Regions from separate parts of the Mus musculus genome. Here region 1 is linked to region 2. The links are chromatin contacts, called in public HiChIP or PLAC-seq maps. All regions are on one chromosome and are shown on one strand. The core of a region is the stretch at or near the end of the contact, and the rest is flanking DNA. Distances in the headings are between cores, read along the strand shown.

Region 1 (4,191 bases), core at 6-2,505, 420 kb after region 2:
GACATTGGTTCTCAACCTGTGGAGCAAGACCCTGAACCTTTCACAGCTATCTTGACATTTCCTACACCTCAGATATCCTGCATATCAGATTTTATATTATGATTTATAACAGTAGCAAAATTACAGTTATAAAGTAGCAATGAAGATAAATTTATGGCTGGGGGTCACCACAACATGAGCAACTCTATGATAGGGTTGCAGCATGCGGAAGGTTGAGAACCGCTGTAAGGTTTCTAACCCTACAGTCTGGTTGAGGCTTCTTGACAACTCTGAGTGAAGAATTCTAGCCACATTAACAAATCTACTATAAATTCACCAATACAGAATTACTTTTACTTCCATACAGAGACATGTCTCGTCTCCCTTCACTCCTTCCCCACCTATACATCTGCAATTTTCTGGGAATCTCATAAACAAGACTATAAATTTCATTTGCAGAAGGAAAAAAAAAGTCTTACTCATTGTTTAACCCCTATGATCTGTGGTTTTATCAGCCTGTTAATAAACTACCCAATAACCTTAGGAAATATCTTACAGCCTTATTTACCAAAAACTAAAAAGAAAAAAGATCAAAGTTCTTAGCAACCTTTTGAGGGGTAACTTCAAAAAATAAATCACCAAATGGCAACTCTTGAGACAATTACATGCAGCTCTCTTGTGAAGCACACATACACTTATAGGTACTTTCCTTCCTCAAAGACCACACACACACACACACACACACACACACACACACACCACAGCACAAACTGCTCATGCTTTACCTATGTCAAAACATCTTACAAAGCCCAAGTCTGCTTCACACTGACAGGCCCTGACATTCTTCTGGCAAAGTCAAGAGTCCAGATTTCACCTCAATAAGGGTCTCTGAAAATAATCTCCAGGGCTCCTGCTCCCAGGACTGCAGCTCCCAGGCCCACTCAGCCCCACCATCAGCAGCGGATCTGAGGAAGGTCTCACTTTTGGATGCCAACCCTGCTTTAAGAGGCTGGTCTGAGGAACCTTGTGCTCACTCACCTGAGGTTAGTGTTGGAGAAGGCAAGGGATTATTACTTACAAAGGAAAAGCAAGGTCTGAGACAAGCCACTGTTGAAGGCCACCCATTCCCCATGAAAGATGTATTTTAGAAATCAACACAGTCATGGTACATTAACCTTGGGCATTCCCTTTTGAGACTGACTATAAATTACCTAGCAACGCATGAGGCAATTTCAACAGGAGAACTCCTTAGAAGCATCCCTCCCCACCCATCACCCGCACCAGGGCATCCTCAGCTTCCTGCCTCTTTCCATGGCACAACATGACAGATACAACAGGAAATGAAAGGTGAGCCTAGGTCGCCGCCTATCTCTGATCTCTCTTCATTGCCTCTCACAGGAGCTTATAAGCACTAGTGTCAGGAACTCCACTCCTCCTTGAAGATGGAGAGATGGACAACCCACTACCACCACCAAAAAAGCTTTTACCTGGCTATGACATCCAGGAAGCAGGGAGGCCTCCGTGGGCTTGTTTGACTCAGTTTCCCTTTATGGTCCACCTTTAATAGATAATCAAACACGAGCAAGCTCTTCCCTACCCTTGGCTTCACTCTGCTGAGCAAATCTAATGATGCCTGTGGTATACTTGGCTTCCACATCACGCCCTTGGCCCACTCTACAGACAGCACTCATCAGAAAACAATCCCTTAAAGTGGTGGGTAAACAAACTAAGTTCTTCTTGAAAGTCAGACCAGGAGGCATCATGGAAGCTGGTGGCATGACATCAGTCAACTTTGCAACCAAAAACACTATGCAACCTTCTTTTTTTTCTTTTTTGTTTTGTTTTTTTGGTTTTTTGTTTTGTTTTGTTTTTTCGAGACAGGGTTTCTCTGTGTAGCCCTGGCTGTCCTGGAACTCACTCTGTAGACCAGGCTGGCCTCAAATTCTGAAATTCACCTGCCGTTGTCTCCCAAGTGCTGGGATTAAAGGCGTGCGCCACCACGCCCGGCTGTTATGCAACCTTCTAAACCTTAAAACGGGAAGGACAAGGGGTTGCTATTTTATGTAGCAAATGAACGCTCCGAGCCCTGGAGCTCTGATTACTCGATTACTTACTTAATAGTAAAACAGAAGGGCTTTCAAGTCAATTGCTGTTAGTCTTTTTGTCCGCCATGGACCCTGGCCGTGTAGGAGCACCAGAGTGTTGTTCATACATGAAGGCATATGTGCATGTATGTGTCACGTGCACACGTCTGCAGCCCCACCTTGTTTACGATCGCTAGCCCAGCCAATACCCCAGAACCCCACCCCACCCCCACCCCTACCCCCTGGCCACTGGCTCTAGACTAAGCCTGCATTGACTTTTCAGATAAGCACTCATCGTGCTTTTCTCGGCAGATCTTTCATCTTTTCAAGTGTGCAGTCACACTGTGTCCATCCGCCCGAAGCTTGCCTTGACCCACCCTTGTGCTGAGCTTCATTTTCCATGTGACGTCACTGTAGTCCAGCACCTGCTCGGGAACGTCGCTGCAAACTGAGCTGTCGCCCAATCCTGTTATTAAAAACGCACTGCAGTGAACAGCCCTGGCTGTGTCTCCGGAGCTCGTTGCCAGAGCACTTCTGGGCAGAGGGTGAAATCCATGCTCCTATTCTCAAGTTCCTCTCTACTTCTTTTCTAAAGTTTGTCCCATCTGTAAGAGAAGTCACTTTCCATGGATGTAACTATTTCTTGCCCTTTACTAAAATATCTTTTTAAAAAGAAACAAACAACCAAAAAGCGAGCTGGTTAATGAATGTCTTATAAATTGATCTGAACTCTCTCCTAGGTCCCAAACTCTACACTGGGTTTTTGTATTTGATCATCCCCATCTGACTGAAACCCGGATATCCCAGATGTTTCCCTTTCTATTTGTATCCTAACTGAATTCCCTTAGTGTTTCCACCTATTTCAGATCCTTAACGGTAACGACCAACAACGAACTGTTGGGGATCTTCAGGAAGCAGTGCCGGACTTCCAACAGCCATGGACTTTCCAAGTTGTTGGAGAAAGCGTGTTGTTTCTCAATTTCAGGAATAAATCTTCTCAGATTAATAATGCTATAAATGGGTATTATAGTCCCAGGGAACTCATAAATTCCTATTTAGTGCACAATAACTACTGGTGTGAGTTGGAGCAGAGACAGGAGAACAAGCTAGGAACCTTCCTGCCCTTCTCCAGTAGGAACAGCCTTCCGCACCATCCCACTCTCTGAGCATCCCTCTATCACAGGAACCTCGCCTGGTACTCTCTGGAGGGAAGACCTCATCTCCTACCACCCAATGAAGACTTCTTTATATCCCCCACAGTCTTAAGCATCCAGAGCTGATCTGTGTGGGCTCCAGCTATTAACCATGGCTCTACACATACCACAGTCACATAATTCATGGATGTTTATCATATTAGAAATTCAACCTGAGGAAGTTATAAAGTAACTATGTTGAGGTTGAAGAGATGACTTAACTGTTAAAAGCAGAGGACCCAAATTTGGTTCCCAGGACTCACAACTGTCTGTGACACCAGTTCTAAGAGGAATCCAATGCCTCCTTCTGATCTCCAAGGGCACTGCACGCACACACAAGCACACACATGAACATACACAATTAAAACTAAAACCTCAGAATAAGTTCTTCCAACACAATAATAAGTCCAAATTTTCTTAGCATAGCATCTTGAATAAAAATATTAGTTGTCATTCCACTCTCACCCCCAAAACAAAAATGACCTTCAGAAAGTAGGCTGCGACAGCTCAGACTCCCTTTCATGTCTGTCCAATAGAACCTATCTAAATTCTCACACAGGGTCCTCTTTAACTATTGTGTTAGCTGTGTCTACTGAGAAAATTGGTAAGTGGTACTTTGAATAAGAATGGCTTCAAATAGGTGCACATATTCAAATGCTTAGGGAGAGGCACTGTTTGAAAAGAGTGTGGCTTTATTGGAAGAAGTGTGTCACTGGGAGTGGGCTTTGAGGTTTCAGTAGCCCAAGCCAAGCCCAGTACTTAGCTGGCTGGCTGGAGCACTCTATATCTGTCTCTCTCTCTCTGTCTCTGTGTCTCTGTCTCTGTCTCTCTCTGTCTCTGTGTCTCTGTCTCTCTCTCTGTCTCTCTCTCTCTTGTGTCTCTCTCTCTCTCTCTCTCTCTCTCTCTCTCTCCTGCCTTCAGATCCAGATCTAGAA
Region 2 (4,819 bases), core at 2,181-4,680:
GATTTCTAGAAATAACTCCATCAACTTATCAAAAACTGAGTGTGTTATGCAGTTAGAACTCAGCTTCTACCGAAAAATGTCAAAGTCCTACAAATACACTACAGGCTCTGAGATAGGACGGGAAAGGGTGTCAAAGCCCTACTTTATAAATAAACTAGCAAATGCTTGGGAAGTGGCGTTTGGGCAGCTTGCCTGCTCTCCGGTAGCGTGTGAGCAAGAGTGCGTTCCTAAAACCACTTCTGCTAGGCTGGTACCGCACAGCCTTCACGTGCCACGTCACACATGTCTCAAGGACCAGCCTTTGAAGAGGAACATCTCTGTGGAATTCAACTAAAAAAAAAAAAAAAAAAAAAAAAGCTGTTGCACACCTCACCTGAAAGCCTAGTGCCTACTAAGCTGAGGCAGGAGGATCAAGGGTTTGAGGCCAACTTGGACCTCATAGTGAGACCCTGTATGGAAATGGGGGAGGGGGAGGGAGAAGGGCCCCTGGGGAGGCTCCCTCGTGTTTCTGTGTTCTCTTGAGACCTGAGAAATATAAGCTGTCCTCATGTACACAGGATGCTAAGATAGAATTCATAAGGTTAGTGCTTTTGACAGTTTATCATCATAACTGATGAGTAACTTCAGCCAGGAGTACAGCCACCTCCCCACGAAAATGATGGTCTTCAGAGTGCAAGGTGACCGTTTCCTACATCGGAGGGCTGTCGTTATGTGATTTATGGTCTTCATTTGGCACCATCTGCGTCTGAGAGGGAAGCTGTGAGTCTGCACCTAGCTGTGCTCCGAGATGATTGCCAAGATGTCTCCAGTGTTACATGTAACTCTTCCCTCAACGCATAAACTCTTCTGCTAGCCTGGGCTCATGGGACAAGAGCTCTCCTAATGCCCGGCCCTATCAGAACTACAATATTGCCTGTGGCTGGCCTCAGGATCCTGCCAACTCCTGCTGTTTACACACACCAATCAGGCCAGAATAACCCAAGGTGGGCACAACAGGGGATGACAGGAATAGGACGGAAGGAAAGTGTGCCCACCACCCCCTAAAGGAGGCCAAACCAAACTTCTCTAGGCTGTGGGGGCAGGAAGTGGCTGAGAAGAAATTCCCTGACGGCTTGGGCTGTGTAAACATTGCGGGTTGAGAGTGTGTGTGTGTATGTGTGTGTACGTGCCTTAGAGATAAAGAGCGACTTCACTAACTTATAAAAATAACTGAGTGTAACAGAAGTAGACGAATAGCAACAGATCCAGGCAAGGAAGGGAGACGCTGTCAGGAGTTCGGTGATGGAGGCCTCCTGACCCAGAATACCTCTACTCTGGCCACTTTTGCCAGCTCCGTCCAGAGAAGCCAAGCTGGCACTGGTTAGGCAGAGGTGATTCGCCACTTTGCCTATAGCTTGTAGCCTGCTTAGCACTCTGAAGCCACTTGGTTTTAGGACAGCCTGGGCTATATAACAAAACTCAATCATAAGAACGCAGGTACCCGCCTGTCTCACTCTCAGTATTGGGGACATGCCTCCATTTCTGGTCTCATTGTGTTGGACCCTGGAGATCAAATCCTTATATGGGTATGGCTTTATCAACTGAGCTAGCTCTCCAGCCCTAATTAGTATTTTTAATTAAAAAAATTGCTTTGTTTTATGTGTTTGAGCATTTTACCTGCATGTATATATGTGTACCACAGGTCATATGATGGCAGTCATATGATGAAGGCATTAACCCCCTGGGACCATAGTTACAAAGGTAGTTACAAACAAAGCAAAAGTTTTCTTTGTTTTGTGAGCTACTATGTGGGTGCTGGGTCCAAGACCAGGTCCTCTGAAAGAGCAACAAGCACTCTTAACCGCTCTCCACCCTCCGTTAGTATTTAAATACTCGCTGGCCATTTATAAAGAGCCAGAAACAGTCTTTAAAAATGCTTCAGTTCCACTGCGATCGTCCCACCTGAATTTTAGTGTCTATATTTCACGTGAGTGTGATCAAAGTGATGAGGCCCGATCCTGCTGAAAGGCACCAGTGTGACCGAGGATGGAATTGGCAGTGTGATGTCCAACTCGGGAGACCTTGAGCAGGTGTGGGAGCGCGGAGGAGAAAGGTGATGGGGGAGCTGTGTCAGCTCTGAAGAGCACTTGTTGTTCTTCCAGAGGACTTGAGTTCAGTTCCCAGCACCCATGTCAGGCAGTTCACAACCGGCTGTGACTCCAGCTCTAGTGGATCCAAACGGTCTATTCTGTCTGCGGGAACCTTAACTCACATTTGCGTACTCACATGCAAATACATACACCTACCCACCATTAAAAATAATACTAAAAGTAAATCTAAAAAAGAAAAAGGGATGAAAATGACATGGAAGCAGAAGCTGGCAGAGAGCCCACTGTTGGGTTCCCGACTGGAGAAAGTTTAAAGTTTGCTGTGGCCATGCTTTCTTTTACAGTCAGGTTACCTTCTTTGGGACGTGTCATTGGGTGATGTGGTCATTGTACAGACATCAGCTTGTACCTGGGCACACCTAGGTAGTACAGCTTCCTATATAGCTAGGAATTGTGTCACCCAGCCTTCTACATACGCAGGCCTTTTTCCCTAGGAAAATGTGTTATGAGGCTCGTGACCATATGGAAAACATTTAGAATATCTGGCACAAGGTTAAAGGTGTTCCTGTTACTAAAATATACTTAAGTCATGTTCTTCCCATATAAAGGAAGGAATGAGGAACGACAGGGACTCTGTAGATCTATGTGTATCCTGGCGGAGCACACAATGCTTACCTCTTACCATTTGTCTTTCTCATTTGTGCCACAGCTCTTGTCCATGAAGTGACAGGGCCCCACACATACATCCAGGGTTTTTAATCCCCCTGAACAGTTCTGCTATGTTCTGGGCCTCTGAGCCTTTCATCAGCCAGCTAGCAGGCTAGAGAAAAGTAAACTTACTTGCCTTCTGTTTTCTATATAGACTAAATCCAGACATAGGGGAGAACTGACACTACAGGCTGTTGGTGCTGCCCAGAACAGCACCTTAGTTAGTTTGTCATGGGCTGAGTGGTTTGCCCAGAAAGCATGAACCTCATGTGCATGGAAAAACACTTACCAGTGTGGACCTTATCATTTGGGTTTCTCTCATTTGCTTATCAGGCTAACCAAGTGCACTCTCAGTCAGTCTGCACAATTGGCCTCAGTGTCTCACCCTCTGCTGTTAATAATTAAGGTCTCTTACATGGACCTACAGTTAGTATTCTGGTCACATATGTTAATTAACCTGATGGCACTGGCATTTGAAGTGCAAATATTTTTTGAAAAAAAAAAAGATAAAAATATGTCAGTCCCCTGAGGATGACTGACCTTTGAATCAGGCGTTTCTTTAGGATGAGTCAGCTCAGTGCAGATAGGATCTGTCCCACAGATTCAGGGGGCTAAGAACTGTTTGGAAAGCACTGAGATTTACCATAGAGGTCGGATGGATGGGGCCCCTCTGTGTACAAAGGGCAGTGAGCGGAGTGGCTGGAATTGCTGAGTCAGTAGACTTGGTGTGCCAGCATCTGCGTGAGCTCTTAGAGCAAGCCACAGGACTCTTAAGGGTAGCCTAGATGTTTGCAGCCTCACCTGCCACAATCAACCCGACAGCTTGGCCTTCTCTATAATGGCAGCCAAACAAGGAAAGCACCTTGATCTTTGCTCTGTGGTCATCTGTTTCCCGTTTGGGCTTTATGGAAGCATCTGAAACAGGCAAGCTGTCTATGTGCCTGTGACTGACAGCTGTTAATGACATGCCTGCCCACTCCAGGTTCATCTTTGAGATGAGACAGAGTCTCTACTTGTAGCTTCCAGTTGGCCTCCAGCTCATTATGTAGGCTTACACCGCTCTTCCTCTCTCACCTTTGAGTGCTGCGGTACAGGCGTGCCCCACCATGCCGGGCTTTGCCCATGTGTTCTTTGTCACCTGTGTTTTTCAGCGTAGCCTTCCCTGAGTTGTGGAGGTGAGGGTACTCAGCTTTCATGGTTAGAAACTAGAGGCTTGGGACGCTAATCTAATCTTTGTCGGGCTAAGCTGAGGAGCCAGGGGAAGAAAACAGAAGCATCCAGGGCCAGTTCTTGTCTGGAGCAGCAATTCAGAACAGACCTTGGACTTGAGACTGCCTTCTTAGGAGCCAAGGAGCCTTTTATAACATATCAAGGATTACCCGATCTCAACGCTGCACGGCTCTTTTTGTATTTATTAACTCACGGGGTTTGGAAATGACCGTCCCTTTCCATGTTATAGTATACCGGTAGTTCCTCATTGCACACACTGGAAGGAAGGATCTTGTCTGGGTTCTCTGGCATAAAGGGCAGTTGCAGTTTGGAACTACTGTGGACGTGCACTATCAGACCTATTTGATTCAAATGTAGCTTAATCTCAAGATTAAAAGTGAAATTACTTCTCATATCTCTATTACTGCCTGGGGGCTGGGGGGGTGGGGGGAGACAATTTGGTATCTAATGCCCTTTAGGCTTCTAGTTCGGTTTTGACTTTGATTTCCAAGCTGAACTGAGTTGTGTGTCTATAACAGACGTCATTTCTAGGCTAGATGCACTTGATAACCCCACTCTTCCTTCTCCTCCTTTGCTTCTAATAAGGAATCTAGAAAGGAAGCAGACTTGGAGTTCGGATAAAGTGCTTTTCATACAAGCATGAGGATCAGGGTTCAAATCCCCAGAACCCTGTTAAAAAGCCATCTGCTATGGCAAAGAGAGGCCTGTGGATCAGGCCAGTTAACCTGGCTTTCACAGCACTGACCAAGAGACCATGTCTCTGACTAGGTTGGAGGTAAAGTTTGAGACCCATA

The links. HiChIP or PLAC-seq counts read pairs in DNA pulled down with a chosen protein or histone mark.
Region 1: a contact with region 2 is called in a FOXA1 HiChIP or PLAC-seq map of pancreatic cancer cells. The contact joins two enhancer-like sites. A contact is called at or near these places in 2 of 115 datasets of contacts at active chromatin or transcription factors (embryonic stem cells and pancreatic cancer cells).

What each region holds. Positions count from the first base shown.
Region 1 is chr15:27,929,611-27,933,801 of GRCm38.p6, forward strand. All of the region lies in intron 1 of Trio (triple functional domain (PTPRF interacting)), which reads right to left. Among named protein-coding and RNA genes, the nearest start is that of Gm29975, 63 kb to the right of the region's middle. Within about 2 kb of position 1,256, at least 9 of the 459 cell types and tissues checked have an H3K27ac peak or open chromatin away from gene starts, as enhancers often do. A contact at or near this core is called in pancreatic cancer cells, where this site is marked.
Region 2 is chr15:27,503,216-27,508,034 of GRCm38.p6, forward strand. All of the region lies in intron 1 of Ank (progressive ankylosis), which reads left to right. Among named protein-coding and RNA genes, the nearest start is that of Gm29901, 16 kb to the right of the region's middle. Within about 2 kb of position 3,431, at least 58 of the 459 cell types and tissues checked have an H3K27ac peak or open chromatin away from gene starts, as enhancers often do. A contact at or near this core is called in pancreatic cancer cells, where this site is marked.